Linked DNA regions of Sus scrofa: region 1 is linked to region 2. The links are chromatin contacts, called in public Hi-C maps. All regions are on one chromosome and are shown on one strand. The core of a region is the stretch at or near the end of the contact, and the rest is flanking DNA. Distances in the headings are between cores, read along the strand shown.

Region 1 (4,532 bases), core at 1,819-4,318, 220 kb before region 2:
CCCTGGCCCATTGTAGTGGGTTAATGGATCTGGTGTTGCCACAACTGCAATGTAGGTTGCAACTGCAGCTCAGATCTGACTCCCAACCCAAGAACTCCATATACCGCGCGCGGGTGGTCAAAAAAGAAAACAATTTCAAGTTTATGGAAATATATGAAGGAAAGTGGCAAAGAAGAAGGTAGGAGGAGGCCTGTTGGTTTTTAATTCCAAGTTAAAGGGAATTCTGTCTTCTCTTCCACCCGTTACAAGGAGATTAGCCAGATCACTCGCTGCCTGCGCTAATAGACAGCAATCACCCGACCCCTGAAGGGAATGCCCATACTGTCTCCTCCCCCTTTGTATTCTTCTCCTGGCCTGGGACTCCTTTGGAACATGCAAGGTAGGAATCAAGGTCTCCTTTCTTTCTAATGAAAACCAAATTTCCTCCTTGGTCAAAGATGCCAAACTGTGTCCAAAACAGTTTCCCCCCTTGGTATTCTAGCCCCATCAATATAATCTCAGCAGTCTTCATTTTCATTATCTGCAACTGAGCCAAAAAAAAAAATGAAAAACTTGTATTCAACATAATACTGTACTAAAGAGCTTTCCCGAGAGGCTCTCAAAGGGATAACTATACACTTATTTGCAAAACACCCTTGAGAATATGTATCATTACCTCCACTTAATAGATTAAGAGATGGGGCTAAGGCCTGACAGTGGATTGATGACAGAGCCAGGAAGAAAGTTCACTGTTCATCAATGTTGAATTCTTATCTTCCTAACTTAATACTCCTTTGGGAGGAAAAAATAATTTTATTTTTTTTAAACTGGGTACTCCTTGGACAGGGGGATGGAGGGGACATAAAGTTTTAACAAAAGGAATGAAGTGGTCATGGGAATTAGACCTGATATCAAAAGTATTAGTATTTAACCTGTAAGATTTGGTTCCAAATTAGGAAACAATCCTAATTAGCTTCCATAATTACTAAACAGGGAAGGAAAAGGAATCATCAGGTTTTCAGAATCTAACTGATGTCCCCTGAAAGTGACCTGCTCCTTTAATTATTCATTCTTGAAAGAGGTGAAATAATAAAATAAATATCAAAGAATATTCCCAAAGTGATCTTTACACACAAGCACAACAATTGGGGGGAGAGGGGGACACGTGAGAGGAGAAAAGCATGTGAAGATAATTTAGAGGGATTCATTTGAATCCATAAAGAGTGAGTGAAGGATTCTCCCTACTCTCTGCCTAGACTGGGTCTGAGGTGATATGGGAGGGGAAAGGTTACAGAGGAACAGCCATGAGAACTCAGCCAGCCTCTCCTCTCAGTCACGGACCCCTAGGCCAACCGCTGGGTTTCGAGAAGAGACCCTCTCCCTAGTATTTTAGTTGATAAAGAAATAGCCAGCTGCTCAAGTCCTTGGCCAGTATGTCGATGTGCAGGGCCACTGTATCAGAAAAGGATTTTCCTGTGAGACCTGTACATGACTGTTATTTTCAAATCAATGTTGGTTAATGCCCTGAATGCTGCCAGGAACAAAAGGAGACACCTGCCCAGCAAGGAGTACAGAAGAACCACCAAGGAGATCCTATGCCTATGGTTTACAGATAGGCACCAACAAGCAGAAAGCCAATCCTGATCCATTAGAATAGACTGGGAGAACTAACTTCTAAGCAATGTTTAAGATTTTAGGAGGAGATTCCAATCTCTCTGAAAATACTTCCTAGCATTCTTTACTTCCTGCACTAATTAACACACCAATGGAAAATAGGACAGGAGCATACAACTAAGGCCAGGTTTCCCAGTTTGGTATATATGGCCATCTGATTTGCAGTTCTTACTGCAGCAGTGACCTTGTGGAAATCAAGGTTAACAGCACTTCTGACAGCCTTGAAAGAAACGTCTCTTGGCACATTCCCAGCTTTCTTCTGTCCCACCCAGTACGTCAGATGAGTTGGAGCATAATCACCACAAGTACCTACTGGAGCCCCAAGTTAATTCCCTTCTGCCTGGTGCAGAATGAGCGCCAGAGCCTATGCACTGTCTAGATAGAGTCCCTGTGGCCTTGCTGGAACAGCCCTGTCTAAACAGCTCACATCACTCCTGGTAAGAATGGGCTGGCTTTGGCCCTGATGTTCCAGTGCAGCTTCCGATCCTGCCCACAATTGCCCTGGCCCCACCTATTTTCCCTCTCCTATGTGTTTTGCTTTTTGTTACTTTTGAGATGAACCTGTAAACGTGAGAACTCAGAGATCTGAGGTACTTCACAGAAACACACTCAAATACCAGTCTTCCATTTTTTGAAAACGAGAACACAGGAAAACAAGTCACTTTCCCTCTTCCCTCAGAAATGTGTGCATCTTCCCCCTCGGCTAACAGTGGCTACCTCTGCACCACATCACTGATTTCCTGTACGCACGACAGTAGGTTGTTAAGGACAGGGTTTGCCCCGGGCACACCAGCAGCTGCAGAAGACACCTGCAGCTCCTGCAGACTGAGTTCCAGTTTGCTCACGGCCTCTCGGAAGGCAAATTTGTTGCGAGTCTGGGGGATGCAGTCCACATAGCCTGAGCAGTAGTCGAGCAGCTGGTGTCCAGTGTCCACCAGCTGGCTGTTGGGCACAGGTTCCGTGATTGCACTCGACAGTAGGTCAGCACATTCCAGCAGGGCCTCCTTGCTGATCTTGTCAGCTGAGATTTTCTCAGCTGCCTGTTTGGTTTTTCTCAGAGCCACTTTAGTACCTGCTGTGCCGTTGGCCATTTTGGCTGGCGAGATGGAAGATGTGGGCAGAGGCACTTGAGGTGGAGGCATTGCAGGCCTCCCAGCTTTTCCACTGATGGGCACTGCCCCTGGAGCTGCCTTTTTTCCTCCTTCCTGTGTTTCTGACATGGGCTGTCCTGCAGTCGGGGCAGTCGGCTCTTCCGTCGGGTCCGAGCACATGGACGGATGCGGCAGTAGTCTCATCACTGGTGGTGGGGGTGGGGCACACTTTGGTTTTACCCGGCGGGGTCGGTCCTTGTCTCCAGAGGAAGTGACCTGATGCTCCGATAAGAGCTTGAATTTATTCCCCTGAGAGTCTGTGCCAATGAGCTGCACATCAGCTGGAGTGTGCTTTAGAGTGGGTGAGATAAGGACTGGCACTTTGTGGTTGTGAGTGGTTGGAAGGACCACTGCAGCCTTGGCTGGAGAAGACCAGCCTGTCTGTTCGCCATCCTCTGGGACTCCAGCCATGCCAAGCCGTGCCCCACCATTTCTCTCCTTGCTCTTTGGGGCAGCTGTCACTCCAGCTACCCCCACCCCGGGAGAGTCCTTCTCTGTGATGGCTGGATCCCCAGAGGGGGTTTTGAGAGGAAGAGCTGTGGCTCCTCTGGGCAAAAGTTTGGCTTTTGGTCTCTCCCTGGTTGGAGCAGCACCTTCCTCTGGTTTTTTTGGAAGCGTGTCATTGGCCCTGTCCCCATTCTCTTCTGGCTGAGAAGAGGTGGACACTGTCCTTTCCAGCTGGAGTTTGGACTTCTGGCAGTTCCTGGGAAGGGTCATTGCCATCCTATCCTGCTCTGGAAGCCCTGAGGACATGGAAGATGTAGAGTTTGACCTTGGAAAAGGCTTGGAAGTGTCATCACTGGCTGTTGGTTTACCCGCTCGTAAGCCCAGTGTCTTTTTGATTAAACGTGGTGTAAAGAAGCCTGTGATGCCAGACCACCCACCCCCACCACTGTCGTCATCACAGAGGTTCCTCTGTGCAAAGCTCCCCCCATAGCACTTGGGTGGCACCAGATTCGCCTCTTGCTGGGCAGAAGTGAAAGAGAACCCATCAGCATGCTGCAGAGAAGCAACAGATGAGAAGTTACCCGTGAGTTCATATTTCTTGTGGGGCTGATTCTCCATTTCTCGGAAGGAGCTGCTGCGTTTGGGGGGTGTGGGAGCATTTCTCTTTTTCATGAAGGAGCTGAAGAAGCCTCCCTTCCTATCTCTGGTGAAGCAAGTCTCTTTGGCATCTTCCAAGAGGCTGCTGGGTGACTTGTCTCTTTGCTTTCGAGGCAGTGCCGGGGACCCACTGGGGGCCTGTGCACTTCTAATGAACCCTGATGAAAAACAGCCAATCAGTAATGAGGAAGGTAAGAAATGACTCATTTGGGTTACTAAGGTTACACTGTAGGAGTTGTGTCAGCATCTATTAAATCTCAGGTATTAGCCGGACTCAGAAAACTAATAACACTTTATCATTTCACACTGTTATTCCAACTTTGAGGAGGGATTTAAGTGAAAATAAATAACCCACAGTTTTTTACCTCGGCATTCATCTTTTTTTCTAGAAACTACAACACAACCTGGCCTCATTTATTAGGCTCAACAAAGGAATTTCTGCCGGAGCTGTAAAGACAGTAACTACTTGGAAATGTGGAGCTTGGGGAAATGGGGTGGGAGGCAGGCTCTATGCTGGCTGGGCAGATCAGGACCACTAACCCTGGCAGTGGAGAGTTGAGGACCACAGTGGTGAATGAAGCAGGTGCCAGCCACACTGACCTCAGTGAAGATAGGCAGGAAAGT
Region 2 (4,644 bases), core at 460-2,959:
TTCATGAGCAAGAACCCAGATTCCAGTAACATCTTTCCGGCAGCAGTTTGAAATTACAAGGGTGATGATGTTGACTCCTGAAACATCACCCAGTTACCTCACTGCCAACCAGAAATCAATCAGAAAAATGCTCGTGAGTTGATCAGTCTTCCTGTGACCCTCTCCCTTATCTGGCCTTTAAAAACACTTCCATAACAGCCATCAGAGAGCTTTTGAGCCTGTTCTCCTTGCTTGGCACCTTGCAATAAACAGGGTGCTTTCTTTCACAGCCGGTCGTCAGTAAATTGGCTTTGCTGCCAAGTGGGTGAGCTGACCCAACTTCAGTTGGGTAACAATCCGGGTGGCGGAAAGAGGGGGGTTCTCAGCTCCTCCATTTGAAATGTGTTTATCTCATTATTTCCTGAGAGCAGATTTTTAAGCAGTAGGACCCAACGATTTTATTTGGAATGCGTCTGCCTGAAGTGCCATCTCCTGACCAGCCTCTAGCCAAAAAAAATGTCTGGACATAGGAATGCCTTCTGCCTGCCAGGGGAGTTTGGTGAGGGTGTGGGGGTGGGGAGGGCAATGCTTAAATATCCAAAGAAGATGCCAAGGACACGGGCAGCATCTGCATTTAATGCCTCTGATCTCAGAGAGACAGCAGTGAGTGGTATCTTGGAGCAAGATTTTAATTCTTTGCTCAGGAATCGAACCTGGGCAGCATAAGTGAAAACCAGGACTCCTAGCCACTAGACCAGCTAGAGGGTAGAATTACCCCGATTCTTGCCCCCTTTTGAAAGTGTTGCCGAAATTCAGCCTCTCCACTGTTGCTGAAAAGAAACACAGAGCGTTTGGGGTGAAGGAGAAAAATACAGCTTTACTGCTTTGCCAGACAAAGGGGGCCCCAGCAGGCTAATGCCTTAAAGACTGTGCCACCCCCTTGGGAGAGATTAGGAGGTGGTTTTATAGTTTGGAGAGTGGCAAATCTATAGGGCTGTAGATAAGGATCAGGGTGGATGGCCAGCTAGCATTGTTTCTCAGGGCGGGTTAAGTTTAGTGGCCCCAGGACTGGTTCTGGTGGTCCTCCTTCTTCCCAGAATGAAGAATGCTTCATCAAGTAGTTCTTCTACTTGCTGGGGGTTTTAGTTCTACCGATAGGTTCAAAGGTATTGCTATGTATATTCCTTGAGGAGGAACCAGGACCCTGCCCCAGGGCTGCACGACTGTTATCTTGTCTCCCTGGTCTCTGCATCCCCTTCCTTCCCTAATTAGCAATGGCCCTTTGGAACTGAGGGAAGGTCATGAAGGCTGAGCCTTATTCCCTAAAAACAAGAAATGGAGGACACAGGAAGGCTTGTGTGCCTAGGAGCCTCACAGGGCCCTGCTCCGTTACACTGCTTCACCTCAACTGATGGGAACCCAGAGTTTTTCAGTATCCAATTTCCCCTTGAATTTAGCTTTTAGAAAAATAGGCAAAACAACACAAAAAGCACGATAGAGCGACGTGAAAAAACTTTTCAGGGATGCTTGCTCAAGTCCCAGGGCGCCTTGGGTCAGGAACCAGAGAAGTCAACAGTAGAGGTCCAGAAGCAGGTGCCTGGGGGAGAGAAAGGGCAAGATGTCGTGGGGGTGCAGGGAGCATCCCCAGCCACCCCTAGCGCGTGCGCACTGGTGCAGGTCTGCGGTCCAAGCCCAAGGATTCACTTTCTGACCCTGTGAGAACGGTCCGATTAAACATTTTTATTTTCCACGGCTGCCGAACCTAATGCTATGATTTAAAACACATAGGCTCCCCGAGAGATTGTTGCGATTCTTAGCCGGCTCCCTCCTCCGCCGCAGTGGGCGCGGACGCCGGCACCGCCGAAGGCAGCCCCGGTTGAGGGTTGCTTAGGCGCGGGGTCCTGGGTTTCTATGACGACGCGCACGCGTTTGGGGAGAGGCGAAGCGACAAGGTGTCCGGCGGGAAACACAGTTTATGGGTACGGCTTGCAAGTGTCCGTTTTCCATCATTTCTGAGGCAGTAACATTGCGAACTCTGCCACCCTCGAGTCGGTGGGGCTGCATGCACGAGGCGCGGCCTGTGGGGGAGGCCGGGGGTCGGAGACCGCTCGCCTCGAGCGGGGGGCGCCCTCCGTGGTTGGAGGGGTGGTAAGAGCGTGTCTCTCTCCCCGCCGCGGAGGACCAGACTCTGATCCACCCACAAGCTTCTTTGTTGCCTTGGGAGAGCCCAGAAGTGTCCCCACAGAGGGAGAACCCATTGTAGATGAATTGTAAACGCCAAGGGTAACATAAACACTTGTTTGGTGGGGAACGGGGGTACTTGTCTCACTTTGGTGTTTTTTTTGTTTTTTTTTGTTTTTTTTTTTTTGTCTTCAGGTCAACGTGGCAGCCCTGCCAAGTCCCAGGATGCCTCTGCTTAAGTTTCTAGGTTAGCTTTCTGGAGGGATATTTCAAATTACTAAAGAGAGTGATAGGAGGCATTGCTTATTATGTCGCTTCCGAAAACGCCTTCCACATCAGCATCTGAGGGCAAACATTTGAAAATCTCTACATCCAAGGAAGAGAGAGGTAAAGTGCTTCAAGGATCTCACAGGGATAAATAATCATGGTCCTAGACAGAAAGCACAATACGTTGTGTGCCTTAATCTGAGATTTCAGGATACCTTTTTAGCTCCGTTTTTCAATACAGTTGTTTTAAGAAAATCAAAAGCCATTTTATAGTATTTTTGAGTCGGAGTCTTGTTTCACTACTCCACAGAAGGACTGTGTTTGTAGTTTTTTTTCACATGCTGATGAGTTTTATGTATATATACATATATATGTATATATACAAACACACACACACACACACATATATATATATATATATATATTGGTCTTTTTGCCATTTCTTGGGCTGCTCCCACAGCATGTGGAGGTTCCCAGGCTAGGGGTCTAATCGGAGCTGTAGCCACCAGCCTACGCCAGAGCCACAGCAATGCGGGATCTGAGCCACGTCTGTGACCTACACCACAGCTCACGGCAATGCCGGATCCTTAACTCACTGAGCCAGGCCAGGGATCGAACCCGCAACCTCATGGTTCCCAGTCGGATTCGTTAACCGCTTTGCCACGATGGGAACTCCTATATTGTTTTAAATTCAACTTATTTTAAATACCAGCGGTTTTGTGATATATATATATATATATATATATGTTTTGGCATTTGATACCTAAGTTTGTTTATTTTGCTAGCTGCTCCTGCAGCATGTGGAATTTCCCAGGACAGGAATCGAAACTGACCTGCTGCAATGACAACACTGAACCCTCAACCTGCTGCACCACAGGGGAACCCCTGTATCTGTGTTTTTGAACTGATGTCTGATATAAGTGTGAGTAGGACAGACAACAGTAGTTTTTTTTTTTTCCCTTGACTAGATGATTTTCAGTGTTTTAAATATTGTTGCTATTCTTGACAACCAGAAGCAATTTTTTTTTCTTTCTGTTAGTGACAGATAGATGGGATTGATGAGGCAGCCTGGAAATCTCTTAACTCTCAAAAAAACTATAGTAAGCTTTTCTTTCCCATTCTTTTCTTAGGACTTCCTGAACTAAGGGAGAAAAAAAGTCTGGTGGATTGGTCAAAACCCCTTCCTCCTTCCCTTCAGAACCAGTTCATCCCTGAAGAAGTTCTACTTTCTCTGACCTGTGCAGCCAATGCTGGTCCTTGTCCTGAGAACTTACTGCCCCCTAAGAAAATTAAAACCCCAAAGGTGTGTATATACATTTATGAAGGACTTGGGAACATTACCTTTTGGTGTCCAGTTCATTAATTATTTATTGAGCCTATGTTATATGTTCCAGATTGTCTTAAGACAATTTTTAAATTAATTTCCTAGAATGAAAACTCTTTTGCATGAATATTTCCAAGGAAATGCTTGAGTATTTCTGTTAACCTGTGTCATTTTCATAAATGATCACTACTCCTCTCAGTCTTGATATTCTTCTTTCGCTATTGAATTAGCCTAGTTTCGGTCTTTCTTCCTAGTACTGAATAAGAGTTCTGCTCTCTTTTCCATAGTGTATCCAGATGCCCTTGTAAATACTTAAAAAACAATTAATAATAGATTTCACTGACTACAGCGCCCTCTGCTGTGTGTTCATGTTTTTCTTCTTCTCAGGTTACTCTTCCACGCCGTGCTGACCATGTTTGGCATAACCCTATTCGAAGAAATAAGTTCAAATATCTGATTGACCATCCTGTTTCCCTAACGGGAGCTGGAAGGTAAAGAAGGAGGATAGTGGGGTAGAAACAAATGAATAGGGTAATGATCTCATTTTGTATGATTGCCTTAGGAGGAGCAGAATTGGAAAAAAATCAGAGAATCATAGATTTTTAAAGATTGCAGTGTCTTTGGAGTTCCCGTCGTGGCGCAGTGGTTAACGAATCCAACTAGGAACCATGAGGTTGCGGGTTCGGTCCCTGTCCTTGCTCAGTGGGTTAACGATCCGGCGTTGCCGTGAGCTGTGGTGTAGGTTGCAGACGCGGTTTGGATCCCGCATTGCTGTGGCTCTGGTGTAGGCCGGCATCTAGAGCTTCGATTAGACCCCTAGCCTGAGAATCTCCACATGCGTGGGAGCGGCCCTAGAAAAGGCAAAAAGACCGAAAAAAGAAAAAAGAAAAAAA

What was found. Hi-C and Micro-C count contacts between places; a contact is called where the count stands out from the background.
Region 1: a Hi-C map of skeletal muscle shows a contact between it and region 2, with 2.9 times the contacts expected there. The contact joins the enhancer-like site here to the promoter of AXDND1 in region 2. A contact is called at or near these places in 1 of 5 promoter capture datasets (fetal skeletal muscle), 20 of 47 Hi-C or Micro-C datasets (alveolar macrophages, brain, embryonic fibroblasts and 12 more) and 2 of 2 datasets of contacts at active chromatin or transcription factors (alveolar macrophages and skeletal muscle).

What each region holds. Positions count from the first base shown.
Region 1 is chr9:120,894,738-120,899,269 of Sscrofa11.1, forward strand. It overlaps ABL2 (Abelson tyrosine-protein kinase 2), which reads right to left. Exons shown (of 13, transcript XM_003482731.4): 12 at 3,833-4,066; 13 at 1-3,547. The coding sequence ends at 2,367. Among named protein-coding and RNA genes, the nearest start is that of TOR3A, 37 kb to the left of the region's middle. Within about 2 kb of position 3,069, at least 2 of the 83 cell types and tissues checked have an H3K27ac peak or open chromatin away from gene starts, as enhancers often do. A contact at or near this core is called in skeletal muscle, where this site is marked.
Region 2 is chr9:121,118,322-121,122,965 of Sscrofa11.1, forward strand. It overlaps AXDND1 (axonemal dynein light chain domain-containing protein 1), which reads left to right and starts at 1,710. Exons shown (of 25, transcript XM_021063739.1): 1 at 1,710-1,958; 2 at 2,356-2,547; 3 at 3,558-3,730; 4 at 4,139-4,242. The coding sequence starts at 2,469.